2 separate regions of the Hordeum vulgare genome follow, and region 2 is linked to region 1. The links are chromatin contacts, called in public Hi-C maps. All regions are on one chromosome and are shown on one strand. The core of a region is the stretch at or near the end of the contact, and the rest is flanking DNA. Distances in the headings are between cores, read along the strand shown.

Region 1 (4,109 bases), core at 979-3,478:
GCCCGAGACTCAGCCATCTTCCTCAAGTGCATCAACATCGACACAATTTGTGTCACCTCCTTCGCAAGCCACAATGGACTCCTCAGGGCCTCGTCGCTACAAGATGCTCAAGAAAGTCTACAAGTACACAAAGCCAGCTACGCTCGAGTACTCTGGACTATGTCTTTTCGGAGTTGAGGAGCCGGCGAACTTCGTAGAGGCGAGCAAAAGTCCTAGCTGGACGCACGCCATGGATGAGGAGATGAAGGCAATTGAGAGCAATGGCACGTGGACTTTGGTAACCCGTCCTCTAAACCAAAAGGCGATAGGTTTGAAGTGGGTTTACAAGTTAAAGAAGGACACGGAGGGTGCCATTGTGAAGTACAAGGCAAGACTCGTTGCAAAGGGCTACGTTCAACGTCAAGGAGTTGACTATGATGAGGTGTTTGCACCGGTTGCTCGAATCGAGACGGTGAGAGTGCTCCTAGCTTTGGCGGCACAAGAGGATTGGAAGGTTCATCATATGGATGTTAAATCCGCTTTCCTCAACGGCGATCTCACAGAAGAAGTGTACGTAGAACAACCCCTCGGCTACGAGAAGAAAGACGAAGAAGGGAAAGTTTACAAGCTCAAGAAGACACTTTACGGGTTGAAGCAAGCGCCAAGAGCTTGGAACTCAAAGTTAGACCGAAGTCTGGCCTCGCTCGGGTTCAAGAGATGTCCCCTCGAGCATGCAGTCTATACAAAGAACTCCAAAGGCTCAAACCTGCTAGTTGGAGTTTATGTCGACGATCTGATTATCACCGGAGATAGCGTACAAGAAATTGAACGTTTCAAGGCGCAAATGAAGAACAAGTTTAGCATGAGTGATCTGGGATTGCTCAGCTATTACTTGGGCATCGAAGTGAAGCAAAGCTCCGGAGAGATTTCCCTATGTCAATCGGCTTATGCGGTCAAGTTATTGGAAAAGTGTGGCATGTCAGATTGCTACGAGACACAAGTTCCAATGGACCAACGTCACAAGTTGAGCAAGCGTAGCTCAAATCCGCCGGTGGACACCACAATGTATCGAAGCGTTGTGGGCAGCCTAAGATATTTGGTGCATGGCTTATTCAGTCGGGATCGTGAGTCGTTTCATGGAGAATCCGACAACCGAACACATGAGCGCGGTCAATCAAATCTTGCGCTATGTGAAAGGCACCATTAATCTTGGTTGCACGTACAGAAAGGGAAAGGAAGGATTGATCCTTCGTGGATATTCAGATAGTGACATGGCAGGTGATGTTGATGACTGAAAGAGCACAACGGGCATGGTTTTCTACCTTGGCCCGAATCCGATTAGCTGGAATTCTCAGAAGCAAAAGGTGGTGGCAATGTCTTCATGCGAGGCAGAATACATAGCGGCAAGCACGGCGGCTTGTCAAGCAGTGTGGCTGAGAAGACTCCTAGCTATTCTTGCAAAGCGGGAGGTGCAGAAGGTGTCACTGAAGATCGATAACCAAGCTGCAATCTCGTTGTGCAAAAATCCGGTTCATCACGAAAGGAGCAAGCACATAGATACCCGGTTCCATCATATCCGGGAGTGCATTGAAGAAGGGTTGATCGAGGTTCAACATGTGAACACGAAAGACCAACTTGCCGATATTTTTATCAAGTCCCTCGGTCGACAGAAGTTCATCGAGATGAGGAGGAAAGTCGGAGTGCAAGAAGTGAAGTCAAGCAACAAGATTAAGGAGGTGAATGTAGAAGTTAATCATGTTGTTTCTTTAGGATTAGGAAAGAAAGCCAAACCGAGTCCTAGTAGTATTAGGATTCCTAGTCCTAGTCTATTTCCATAGTCCCTTGTGGACGTGTATAAAAGACACCCTAGGGGTGTTGATTGTAACACCAGAAAAACGAAAAGCAATACAAAGCAAAGGCTCGACACGGGCCTTTAGCTATCAAATCCATCGATCAGTTTTATTCGTGTCGCTAGTTACGCAAGTTCCGTCAAGTAGCCGGCGAAAGCCAGAATCGCATAGGCACGCCTGTACAACTGCAAAGGCACGTTCAAAAACCAACAGTAGAGAGGTCACCGTCGTGCAGGGAAGGCGCAGATAGAGTCGACGTAGAGCGACCATCCTCGCGCGTGGAAGCCACATACGGAGTCGACGTAGAGCGGCCACGGTCGCTCGCGGAAGCCGCGGACAGAGTCAATGTAGAGCTGCCACTGCCGCACGCGGAAACCGTGAGAGGAGTCGACGAATAGCGATCCACGCAGCCTGCTGAAGACGCTATGGAGGACAACGTCGACAACATCGCAGATGGATGTGCACCAAGCACCTAACGACGACGTATACATGAGACGGGATCAGCAGCTTAGGGAACCTCGTCGAAAATCACCGGACAGCGAGGGTGAAAGACCTGCCGCGACATCAAGCCGAACAATCCTCAGAACCAACAGAAGCAGCCAACAGCCGAACGAGCTGACCCGAGCCCGTAGTAGTCGTGCCGAGTCGATTCACAGGATCTGAGTCGATCAGAAGCAGAGCAACCGCACACATGCAGTCGATCTGAAGAGAACAACAATCCACGACGATGGGAGCCGGCGGAGACGGATACCGGGCGGAGCAGGCAGCCGGCAATGACGGAGACCAGGTGGAGAAAGAAGCCGGCGGCGACGGAAGCCGGGCGGAGCAGGAAAGCATCCGGCGGCGGGAGGCCCGCGCGAACCAGGGCGATGACCTACTGGGATGGGACGCGTTGTGGTACAGACGGCCGGCTGGATTGCGGCGCTAACCAGGAGGAAGAGCCCACGACTGACGGATGGAGAAGAAGAACTGTAGGTGAGGCGAGCTGAGATGACCTCCTCGAGTAGTGGATTGAAGCAGCCTGCATGGATCCAGGCGTTTGACCTGATGCCAAAACGTGCTAGCCAGACCAACCAGAAAAGAGCAGCGGCATCAGAGAAAGATAGCGGTGAGTTGCAAATCCTGGTCTTCAAGCGGAAGCAGACGAAGAACAGGGAAGGCAGATCAGGATCAGCGTGGAGTTGCAGCACGCAGCGGAGTCCTAAACCTAGGATCTAATACCATGTCATGAAAACTAGGAGTACATGTAATGAGGATGCCAAAAGGCAAAAATACAAAAACCAAAGGTCATCATTAATATAACTCTAACACACCCCACCACGTGTCAAATGATTTCATATATCGATACGGCCGCACCCCCCCCCCCTCCCCCCCCCCCCCCCAACCCATCTATGGATCCACCCCACTCACCACGTTCCTTCCCTACCTAACAATCACCGAGGATTAGGTTCTGGCTCAGGCATCACTTGCTTTTACAAGCTCGACTTCCAAACGCATGATGGTTCGGTCGATCCTCATGGTTGGCTCAATAGGTACGGGCAATTTTTTCATGAACAACGCATGGCCGAGGCTAGCAAAGTCTACCCTGCAGCCTACCACCTTACCAATGACACTCACTTCTCGTACTTACAGCTCGAGCGCGATTTTGACATGTCGACATGGGAACAGTTCAAGGACGCTTGCCACGTTAAGTTTGGGCCGTCACTCCACACCAATCCCTTGGGCGAGTTGGCACAACCACCGTTCACTTCCTCGATTGCTCATTACAATAGTAGGTTTCTAGTGCTCATGTGCCGTAACAATGAGCCATTAACACCATCCCAACAACGATTTCCATGCGGAGTAGGGCTGCCCTTTGGTCTTCTCCTTGACGTTAAGCTTGAGCGTTAATATGATCTCCATTTGCCAAGGCCTATGAGCAGTGCCATTTCCCTCCAACAACGTTACCACACCAGCCTTCTGGTCCTACAGGGCCCTTTTGCCCCTCCGATCTTCCTGCGCTCAACGCATCTATAATACCTTCCCGCCAGTGCTACTAGCACATGGTTCGACTCTTACTGCAGCTGAGTTAGCAGAACGTCTTCACCAAGGCCTTTGCTTTAATTGCGACGAGATTTATGTTCGAGGTTGTGAGTACACGCGTCTCTTCTACAACCTACAACTTGCAAACAAGCTATTTTTCAATGAAGAGAGAGATGTTATGTGGACCAGCCAATCAAACGTGGAGTCTTATCCCTCAATTAGAATCCTATACTAGTTGATTAAGAATCTTTGTTAGGA
Region 2 (4,109 bases), core at 831-3,330, 200 kb after region 1:
CCCAACACGGCATGGACAGAACCCATTGGTTCATTATTATTCATGGGCCTATTTACAGAAGGACCCTCCACGTTGGCATCATTTCTATAAACAAAACCATTCATGCAGTTGACATCAATTCCCTTGGTTAAGTTACTAGCTGTCAAAGTGCTTGAGTCCAGTAGTGCACAGCTGCTTGGAATGTTGGGTTTTGGATGTCTCAAGTTACTACTACACTGGCCAAGACTCCTTTCAGTGATACTATAGACATCATTATTATAATCTTCAAGAGCTTCACTACTTGTTCTGTTCTGTGTGGTATTCATTTGTTCCTTGGTATTGTATGCACGCTCTTTGTCACTGTTCTTTGCATGTGTTGAACAGGAAGCAAAAGAATCCACATTAATTGCAACATGAGAGATGGGGCATGTGTTCAAACTAGACTGGTACACCATGGTATTGTTCTTGTTGCCAAAAATGTTAGCTGCAGCATCATTACCATAACTAGCACCGATGCATCTGGCAGCATTAGAGGATCCATTAGATCCACCAAGGGAACCAGATACTTTATTATTTGAGCCAGAACAGGATGATGTAGTAGATGCACCATCATTATTATTAGAACTGCCAATGAAGCATTTTCCAGCAATGGATGATTGATTAGCCTCGTCAAGGGCACTAGAGGTTTGATTGTTTGCACTAGCAATCGGGAAAGATATTGTGTCCAGGCATGAATTAAGGTTGACATCTCTTGCTTTCACAGTGTTATTGACCTCGCCGTGCTTTGAAACAGAAAAGCCACGATCAACAATCTGGTCCTCATAATGTTTAGCACTTGAGAAGCTAGAAGGTCTGAAGTCATGGCCACTTCCCGTGTGATCACTAAAATCAGCAACTTCAGCAAAGCCGTTAAGCCTGCCATTTGGTTCATCATTGGATTCAGGAGCTACTTTCTGTTTTGGAACAGTTAAATTGGCATAATCCATCATATTGTTTCTGTATCTGCATGCACTTCGAGCATTTGTAACGGGAGGAACCTCTACCTGTCTACACCAAGCTTCACTGCGCCTACTGAAACTACCCGAACAATTTGTGCTAAAAAGTTCTATAACTTTTGAGCTATCACCCCCTTGTTCTTTTGAATAACTCCGATGCTGAGAACATGGTTCGCCTGCAGTCTTGCCCTTCTGTTCAGTTGGTTCAGTAAGCTCCTGAGGGGTAAATTGTAACTCTCCCAAGAAGTTGTTAACTGTCTTTCCTGATGAGATCTTATCTAAGAAAGCTTCAGGAGTAAGCCCCTCAAACCTTGCATGGGCTCCAACATGGCCAAAGTACCGTGATTGCTCCTGAAAGGTCTTGTGACATACAGGGCATTCTAATTTCCCATCGTTACCAACTTTTGATTCACAAAATTTGCTACTCTTTCTGCGCTTCTTAGCTTTCTTTTCATGAAATAACAGCTGGTGTTGCACATAGGCACTTTGATTCTGCAAAGTTAAATTGCAATTCTGGCACTTATAAGTATTTGCTGGATTTGTATTTCCTTCTACCGTATCCTTTGAATTGCAGGAATGGCTGGAAAAGGTGACAGAAGTAACTGGCAATACATTTAGGTTATCCACACTTGAACCAATTTGATGTTGAAACCCTACAGCCTGTGAAATACATAAATTAAACAAGGAAAATGAAGTACAAAATAAAATGGCATACGCTACAAACTTACGTCATCTTCACCATAGTCATCACTCAAGGCATGTTGTCTGGTGCTGTTATTCTGAATAGAAACCGTTACGGCCGCCGGATACCCAAGAAGTGACATAAGATGCACAGAAACTTCTTCACAAGTACGAAATTGATGTCCTCTTGGGCTGGAATGTATGATTTATAGTCTTAGCTACACTTGATAATAAATATATAAGAAAGAATACGTGCAAAGCACAATTTTCCTGGTGAGGCGGTAATGGCAAAAGAATTAACAATACATGGTAGATAAAGCAAAGCATATTGCTGAAATTCTAGTGGACAGGCCCAGACCAGCGGCTAGAGGACAACACCGCAGAGCCAGCTGGCGATTCACAATTGGAGGAGCACCTGCACGAGCCCTCTGAGCACCTGAGTCCAGCGTCTCCTAGTGGGCAGCTGGTCACGCACGCCGGGGCCACCTTGACCACGCCCAACCCATGCTTGTCTGGGGATCCGGAGGCCTCAATGGACCCCTCCTCGTCCACTATCCGCATGGTGCCAGACTCGCAGTCCATAAGAAGCGAGGAATCGGCCGATGACGATCCGCTGTCGGGGATAGCTGTTGGCCCGCGCACGTCAGCGCCTAGCATGCCCTTGGGCGGGCTCACGAGCGGGCCAGCAACCACACACGTCAGCGTCTGGCATGCCATTGGATGGGCCCGCGACCGGGTCGGCAACCACACGCACCTCGTTACGTGTTGGGGAACTGCCCACAACAACGCCCGCGCTCCGGAGGAGAATGCCACTCCAGAGTTGGGCCAACCACTCGGTCTTGCAGCCCATGTTGCCGCCACCACCAGCAATGACGCCACGCAGGCCAGCGACCCAACGCATGCAATGGGTGACCCTATGCCTACCACAACTACGCTGCGATAGGCTGCTCAGTGTTTCGCGTCGCCACCAATCACCCTGAGCCGCTCCCGGACGAGAGGTGCTACCTGGACACTTGGCGAGTTCCTCACTGCTGCCACCAAAAACCTGAGCTCGATCCTCCCTGCGCCCGCGAAGCGACAACGCCGGCAGCCTCTCACCTTCTCTCCGCGCCGAGGCCGCTCTGCATCGTCCGCCTCTTGCAGGGCCACTGCACCTCCAACTCTTGGGATCCTCGGACTCAACCAAAAGATAATTGCCGCATAGATGAAGGAGTGTGACGATGGTTTTGCAGCTCCAATCCTGATGGTCGTGCTATCCGCCATCACGGCCATGGTCGACCGTGAGCTGCCTATCCCAGAGGCGTCGCCAGCCATGGCGCCCATGGCCATGGTCTAGCGATGTGCCTAGCCATCGCAGCCGATCCCGTTTCCATGGATCACGACCTCAAAATTGTGATTTGGAACGTGCGCGGCGCACCGCCACCGCTCGCTGATCATCACTAGCGGCACCTCCATTGTATGTTTGCAAGAGACTAAGATGACTTTGATCTGCCCGTCGGTTGTCCTTGAGGCGCTTGGCTTCGAGTTTGACGAGTATGTGTACCTGCCAGCGGTTGACACCCGCGGCAGTATCCTGCTGGCATGGAAAAGTCGGGATGTGACCATCACAAACACGTTGTCTGCCCAGGTCGCCGCCCCCTCGAGACTGCACGCGCCTTGGTGGATGTCCATTGTCTATGGACCACAGTCCGACACCGAGAAGATCAGTCCGACACCGAGAAGATCGGGTTCCTACGAGAAATCTACGACCTGCGCACCACCTGCCCGGGCCTGTCGATACTTTGCATCAACTTCAATCTGATCTATCTCGTTGAGGACAAAATTAACAACAACCTGGACAGGCACATGATGGGGCGGTTTACACGCTTGCTCAAGGACCTTGAGCTTAAAAGGTCTACCGCAAAGGGCACAGTTACACATGGTCCAACAAGCTCGCCTCTACAACTCTGGTCCACCTCGACAAGGATCTATGTGCGACGAACCGGGAGGAGTGTCAAGGCCACTGTCACCTGCGGTGCCTCACCTTGATGGTTTCCGATCATAGCCCACTGCTCCTGGACTGCTCCCCGCTGATGGATAAGTCTCTGTACTAGGGTCTTTGTGGGGCTGCAGCACATGGTCCTTTGTGGGGCTGCAACACATGGTCCTTGTGGCTGTTAGGATAGAATCCTTGACCACCAAGGACTGGCAGTTAGGATAGCATCTTAGACTAGCATCTTAGCAGCATCTTAGACTAACACCTTAGACTAGCATCTTAGCATATGCTTGGCTGGCTAGCAGCCTATAAATATGTATCCCCAACCCCTCAGGTTGGTATGGAATTGTGTGAGAAATAAACCAACGAAAATTGTCCCAACTCTCCTAGTGTCATCTACAACTATCAATGCTCAGGCTGAAAGGTCTAACAAGGTCTAACAAGTGGTAGCAGGGCCTCGTTGTATTGTACCCTGAGCA

The links. Hi-C and Micro-C count contacts between places; a contact is called where the count stands out from the background.
Region 2: a contact with region 1 is called in a Hi-C map of leaf, with 3 times the contacts expected there. The contact joins two enhancer-like sites. A contact is called at or near these places in 2 of 6 Hi-C or Micro-C datasets (leaf and seedling).

Annotation. Positions count from the first base shown.
Region 1 is chr7H:348,949,968-348,954,076 of MorexV3_pseudomolecules_assembly, forward strand. The region is part of intron 1 of LOC123413526 (diacylglycerol kinase 4-like); the gene reads left to right. Among protein-coding and RNA genes, the nearest start is that of LOC123413526, 18 kb to the left of the region's middle. Within about 2 kb of position 2,229, at least 3 of the 3 cell types and tissues checked have open chromatin away from gene starts, as enhancers often do. A contact at or near this core is called in leaf, where this site is marked.
Region 2 is chr7H:349,147,806-349,151,914 of MorexV3_pseudomolecules_assembly, forward strand. LOC123413572 reads right to left here. Exons shown (of 4, transcript XM_045106507.1): 2 at 1,703-1,847; 3 at 1-1,634. Among protein-coding and RNA genes, the nearest start is that of LOC123413572, 19 kb to the right of the region's middle. Within about 2 kb of position 2,081, at least 1 of the 3 cell types and tissues checked has open chromatin away from gene starts, as enhancers often do. A contact at or near this core is called in leaf, where this site is marked.